Regions from separate parts of the Mus musculus genome. Here region 2 is linked to region 1. The links are chromatin contacts, called in public Hi-C maps. All regions are on one chromosome and are shown on one strand. Each heading gives the region's core, a stretch centred on a gene start, on an enhancer-like site or on the middle of the called end of the contact. The rest is flanking DNA. Distances are from core to core; before and after follow the strand shown.

What was found. A called contact is a pair of places that touch in the nucleus more often than the background predicts.
Region 2: a Hi-C map of myocytes shows a contact between it and region 1, with 1.6 times the contacts expected there. The contact joins two enhancer-like sites. A contact is called at or near these places in 5 of 484 Hi-C or Micro-C datasets (the HL-1 cell line, adipose-derived mesenchymal stem cells, cardiomyocytes and 2 more) and 1 of 115 datasets of contacts at active chromatin or transcription factors (heart atrium).

What each region holds. Positions count from the first base shown.
Region 1 is chr7:74,389,863-74,393,150 of GRCm38.p6, forward strand. All of the region lies in intron 2 of Slco3a1 (solute carrier organic anion transporter family, member 3a1), which reads right to left. Among named protein-coding and RNA genes, the nearest start is that of Slco3a1, 160 kb to the right of the region's middle. Within about 2 kb of position 1,694, at least 23 of the 459 cell types and tissues checked have an H3K27ac peak or open chromatin away from gene starts, as enhancers often do. A contact at or near this core is called in heart atrium and myocytes, where this site is marked.
Region 2 is chr7:74,457,182-74,460,144 of GRCm38.p6, forward strand. The region is part of intron 2 of Slco3a1 (solute carrier organic anion transporter family, member 3a1); the gene reads right to left. Among named protein-coding and RNA genes, the nearest start is that of Slco3a1, 96 kb to the right of the region's middle. Within about 2 kb of position 1,665, at least 88 of the 459 cell types and tissues checked have an H3K27ac peak or open chromatin away from gene starts, as enhancers often do. A contact at or near this core is called in heart atrium and myocytes, where this site is marked.

The DNA.
Region 1 (3,288 bases), core at 444-2,943:
TCCATTCTGGTCATTGGTGAAAATGCTCAGAAGAATCCTAACTTAAGGGACTGTCTGTAAATGATTTGAATGATTTCTGGAAACCCTCAAGGTCATCAAAAACAAGAGGTCTCAGCCAAAAGGACCCTAGGGAGACATAGTGCCTGAATGCACTACAGCTATGTCTAAAGCAGCTCTGTTTATGAATAGCAGAGTGGGAACCACAAAAGTAGCTTGGATTTTACTAGTAGCCACTTCCTAAAAGTAAAACATAAGAAGCAAAATTGATTTTCATAATATGCTTTACTTAATGCAACACCTATTAAATATGATTTCAGAAGGCTGGAGAGATGGCTCAGTCAGTAAAGTGCTTCCTGCACAAGCAGGAGGACCCAGGTTTGGTGCACAGAAGCTGCGAAAAAAGCCAAGTGTAGCAGCATTCACTGTAACCCAAGCACTAGGGAGGGAGGGTCAGGCAGATCTCTGGGGCTTGCTGGCTAGCCAGACTAGCCTAATCTGGTAAGCCCAGTCCTAGAGGGATACCTTGTTTAAAAAATAAGGAGGATAGCTCCAGGGAAATGATACTTTGACTTCTGGTCTTTACACGCATGCACATATGTGACCACATATGTGGGCACACAGCCTCCCCAAAGAGAAGCCCACAATATTATTCAGACAGCCGGACAGTGGTGGCGCACACCTTTAATCCCAGCACTTGGGAGGCAGAGGCAGGCGGATTTCTGAGTTCGAGGTTAGCCAGGGCTACAGAGTGAGTTCCAGGACAGCCAGGACTACACAGAGAAACCCTGTCTTGAAAAAAATCACACACACACACACACACACACACACACACACACACACACACATATATATATGGTTAAATATATATATATATACATATATATACTGTATATATATGTCTGTATATATATATTTATATTATTCAGACAACTTGAAAAACAAACCTAATAGGAAATATTCTAGCACAAATATAAAATGTATTGATATATGCATAATAAGCTTACTAATGGCATAGTCTATACTTTCTCCATAAAGTTTGCAAAGCTTCACAGTGTATTTTATGCTCACACTGTGGGAGATGCTGAAATAAAGACCATTGGAAGGATTGGTCTCCCCATGATTGGAGATATTCAAGTAAAAGCTGCAGGACTAGCAGCAGGAAGCTGTTGAGCCCCAGTGGCCTGGGGTTTAGACTGGAGGAACCCATGAGGCTGTTCTCAACCAGCTCTCAAGGGAGCATCCTATGCTTGGACATCTGCTGCATTCACACGATGCCTAGCAAAATGCTGAAAGCCACAGTACACACCATCACATCTGATTCCAGCCCTGCCATCCAGCCAATGCTGTGCTGTTCATTAGGATACAGAAACCCAGGCACAGAGTGAAGAAAGCCCTCCCTGCAACCCAAGCAAGGTGGAGGCAAGAAACATAGGTCCCTGTTTGCACATAGGGGCCCTGTCCAAGGAGATTTCTCCTGAGTCTAGATGGATCACCGGAGTTCTGTGTGCACCAAGCAGCCAGGGTTGAGGAGGGCCTGAGGCTATGGTGCTGAACCCTAGCAGAGGCAGAGAATGGCTTATGATCAGGGGATGCTGCTTTTGCTGTGAATTTGAGGTCCATGGGATACACAGGGCTGGGAGAGCAGAGCTAGCTTCGCTCCTAACAGCTGTGCCATTTGGTCTCGAAAGTCACACCCTCGTGAGGTCATTACCAACTGCTCCACAGAACACTAGTCCAAAATAGCACTGACATCTGGATGTCTTTTTTTTTTTTAAAGCAATATGGCTGTGGAATTACAAGGGACATCTGACCCTCATTATGCAGGGCTTTTGGCTCTGTCCAGCTTGAGCCAGTAGAGGCAGCAGGAAACTATCAATAGAAACTGTATGTGCTTCCCGGAACAGTTGATCTGTGGGTCCCCCAGCTGTTTCCCCGGTGTTGCTAATCTCACACAGTGGTCCACACCCAGCACATATGAGAACACCAAGTGGTTGCTCAAATGGAGTTAGAAAATCCTCATTGTTCAGGCCCTTCCTTAGTTCTCAATCCAAGCTGTAGCTTCTGGTATTGGCACACTCTCCCTACCTCACCAGGCTTGGCTCCCAGTTACCCCAGTCTCTTAAAAAATACCCCTTTTCCACAACCAAACCATACCTGAACCCACTGAGTAAATCCAGAGCATTTGTATATCGTTGCCTATGTGGTGACTTTTCCTGTCCACAGGACAAATTCAAGTGCCACCCTGAGTGGCACTGGTGTCTAGGTTGCAATACAGACACATGGCTCAAAAGTCATGTTCACATGGTAACATGCCCATTAGCCTCTGTACCTTCATTAAATCTATTCCCTACCTGAAAAGCCCCTCTGTCCAACCTGGCAGATCACACTTCTGTTTCAAGATCAAGTTCAATTACTTCCTTCCCATGGAATCTTTATCCTGTGGGGATCCCTGAGCACAGTGCATTTCTTATCTGATAGTTTATCACAGCCAAGTAGAAGAATAAGATAATTCTAGGCAGGAAGACACAACATGGGTATATGATCCAGTGACATGGGATAAAGGACAATTCTGGAGGAGTGATCGGAGATCTGCTCTGAGGAGATGGAGGTACAGCGGAAGATGGAAGATAGAAGTAGGGTTTTGGGAGAGGGGCTGAGAGCCTGAGCCTTAATGAACATGTGCAAGGGAGAAGGGTACTGGTCAATGAAGTGGCTTTAGGGCAGTCTGCCATAAGCACATTATGCAGGGATGGTGACATAACAAACAAGGGTGGATTACAGAATGGGCTCAGGAGAAGGCACAGTGGACCAGAGATGAAGAATGTGGCAACAGAAAGTGCTGTTGATTCTGAAGTCAGAGCTGGCAGCATTACTGATGGCTCAGGTATACGGGCTGAGGACGACCTTGACCATGTGCCAGCATGAGATTCTGGAGAAGGGAGCCCTTTCATGAACCTCCTGGATGGTGGACCTATGCCTCCTGGGCTCAAAGTATAGTGCCACAGTGGCTTAAGGGCATGGGAGAGTTAGCAATGGCAGTGCTTACTCAGTCACCTCAGAGTTCCCATTTCACTGCATGCCAATTGTCTGCTCTCAAATTGGTCATCCCTCTGCAACTCAGGACTCCCGAAGGGCGAGGGTCAGGCAGGATGCTCCATGCACAGTGGAGTATATGTATCCAGCCTGCGCAGGAGTGACAATGGCATCACCAGTCCCAGCCTAAAGAGCTGCTCCACCACCCAAAGCATAAGGCCATTTTCATCTGCATGTGATGTCACAGAAGTGTGT
Region 2 (2,963 bases), core at 415-2,914, 67 kb after region 1:
ATACTGAGGCAGGTTGTCAGGAGGACATTGCAAGTCACAGGAGCATAGAAACAGAGGGCCTTTCAATTAATCAAACTGCAAAAGTGAAGGGAGAGAGGGGGCAGAGGTAAGAGAGTTTCTGATTGGCCCATTCTACCGTGGCAGAGCAGGAGAAGAGCGTAGGATACTGGCAAATAGGAAGGAGCCTCTGCAAAGCCAGGTCTGAAGCAGGCAGAGCAGCAACTTCCTTCAAAGATGGACAAACAACAAATGGTGGGCACACACACCTGGATATGCTTGGGGTCAGAGCAGTGGGCCAAGGGACAAGTCAACTCCCCTCAGGGAAGCCTAGGCTAGGCTGGCCTGAGGCCACTGCTTCGTCTAAGCCAAGAGACAACAGTTGCATAATTAAAGGAAGGAATGAGCCAGGGCAAACATGTTTTCTCCAGGGGAAACTGATTACTGAGATATGAAGAAACATCAAAACCTCAGACTCTAAACCCAGAAAATGTACCCGTCAAATGTGTTAACTGGGACACTATTCAAAGCCATATGCCCACTCTCTAAATCAAGAAGCCTACCATGGGCAAATCCCAGTATGCTAGAAGATGCAGAAGGAGATGCCATTATTGGAGTTAAGAATTGAACAAAGGGCTGGTGAGATGACTCAGTGAGTGCAGGGACTCGCTGCCAAGTTTGACAGCTTGAGTTCAATTCTGAGACCTACAGCGTAGAAGGATAGGACTGACTCATGAGGGTTGTCCTCTAACTTCCACACTTACATCGTGGTACACATATATGTAAATATGCTTGTGCGTGCACATACGCAAGCACTTACACACTCATACACACGCACACTAAATAAATGTAATAAAGAATCTAAACACAAATGGCCGTGTTGATTGCAGTTTAAAAATCAATAGAGAAATGAAAAAGCTAGGAAGAAATACTCATGGAAAAATGATTATGTAATAAATTACTCAGCCTGTGCAGAAGCACAGACTCTACACCTTCAGAACATAATAACCGGAAATTGGTAGGAATGAAAGGGTGAGTGTAATGCATTGATTTTACACTCCTGTCTTTTCGGGAATGCCCAGGCTTAGAGGTATGGGGTGCAAGCTGATGTTGAGGGAGAAAAAGCAAGCAATGGGTGAAGGAATGGGAAGCCATGTGGCTCCTTTGAGATGCAGCCACAGATGCTGAGAAGAGTGCTGGATCTCAGAAGCCTACAAACACATCCTCAAGGTTCCCAGAAAGGGTCCTTGTTGCTACTAAGACTTATGAAATGGAAGCTGATGGCCACCGAACTCCTAGGCTGGGTCCAGCCCTTGAGAAGTCCCAAGCGCTTTAATGAACAGCAGGCACACCCAAGTTTGTGTGGCGACAGCTGGCTCACTGTGAGGCTAATCCTGAAATAGCATCCCTTTCTCCTCTCTCTGTTTACCACAACTTCCTGTGTCCTCTGCCCTTCTGTTCAGGGAGCCAAGAGCAGAGGATACTGCATGTGTAAGGCAGAACTGGCTTTTGATAGAGTGGTGGTGTAGAAAATGGGCTATGGACCATGCTTGCAAAGGCATTGGAGCACAAATTTAAAAGCATGCACACCTGCCAGTCAACTGCAGCCTAGCTGGCTGCCAGTTCATAATCTCGACTCCAGACCAGGGCCCTCTCTCCTACGTTCTTTTCCACTGACTTCCTTAAATGGGAACGGAAGCCAGCCCCAGCTAAGACTGTATCTACTGCGGTCCAGGTTCCTTTCCAGGCACTGTTTGCATGAGATCATTTAATCTGATAAATCATCTAGGATGCAGAAAGACTTACTCCCTTCTCAAATGTAACAGCGCAAAACAGAAACGAAGGGAATTGTCTGAGATTGCACAACAAGGAGAGAGAGAAGCAAGGGCAGAAATTCAGGCTCCAAGCTGAGAGCCAGAACCAGGGCCAGGATCAGGGAAGCCTGCAGAAGCCCCACACTCACACTGAACCATGAGAGCTATCTCTTGACTTGAGTCTTCAAAAGCTCTGGGCTCCCAGCCTGACCTCTCAGGCTCAGGGATGCTGACACTCGTTGCTACCTATCTATGCCTGCTATCCTGTGAGGACTTAACTCCTAGACAGAACGCATCTGGTTTCATAGAGAAAGTTTACAATAAAAAGTCAGCCTGGAGCTCGGAGTGATGACAGGCCAGAGGAAACACCTTTGCTGATGTTTCTAGACATACTGTGGAATTTTCCAGCACAGGAAATGTACCCGGAACCCACAGTAAAAACAGTTATTCATGGCTGTCATAACATTCCCTTGTCCGTTGGCTTGTCTACAGGCACCCTGGGCTGTGACCCCAGATGGCTAGCAGACAGACCTTTCTAGAAGCTGCTTCCATCTTAACCAGGGAGTCTCAATTCTAGCGTTACCTAGGTCATGGGTCCTGTACACTGTAGGATGCTAAGTCACACTCCCCACCTTTAACCACCAGGTTCTGGTAGGAATGTTCCTACCTTCCAACCACACTGTAACAAGCAGCCCAATGGAAACTGGACGTCCCCACGTGCCCTCTGAGGTACTAAGTTTCTCCATTAGAAACACTGTCTCCAGCTCTGTGGCCAGCTCACAGCTTCCTCCTTCTCCTGGACAGCACCATTACTTTAGACCAACTCTCACATTTACCTGCCAATGTGGCACAGCAGCCTGTGTGAGAACACACTAAACATTGATGACCATGCTACATGGTTTCAACCAAGTGCTCTCAGATATGGAAAACTTGCTCCTTCGTTGGTTTGTGTAGTCAGCACTCATCCTGTGAGGAAGTTAAGGTAAATATGGCTCTGTAAAGTCATCACAGAAACTGGCTTGGCAAATCCTGGATCACTGTTCCTTGGGGAATTGCCAGCCACATTCCTGTAAGCTTTGGTCATGAGTGTCTTATGACATCAATCCTTAAAATATAAATAAATATAAAAAGTTGGCCTCTTGACTGACAATG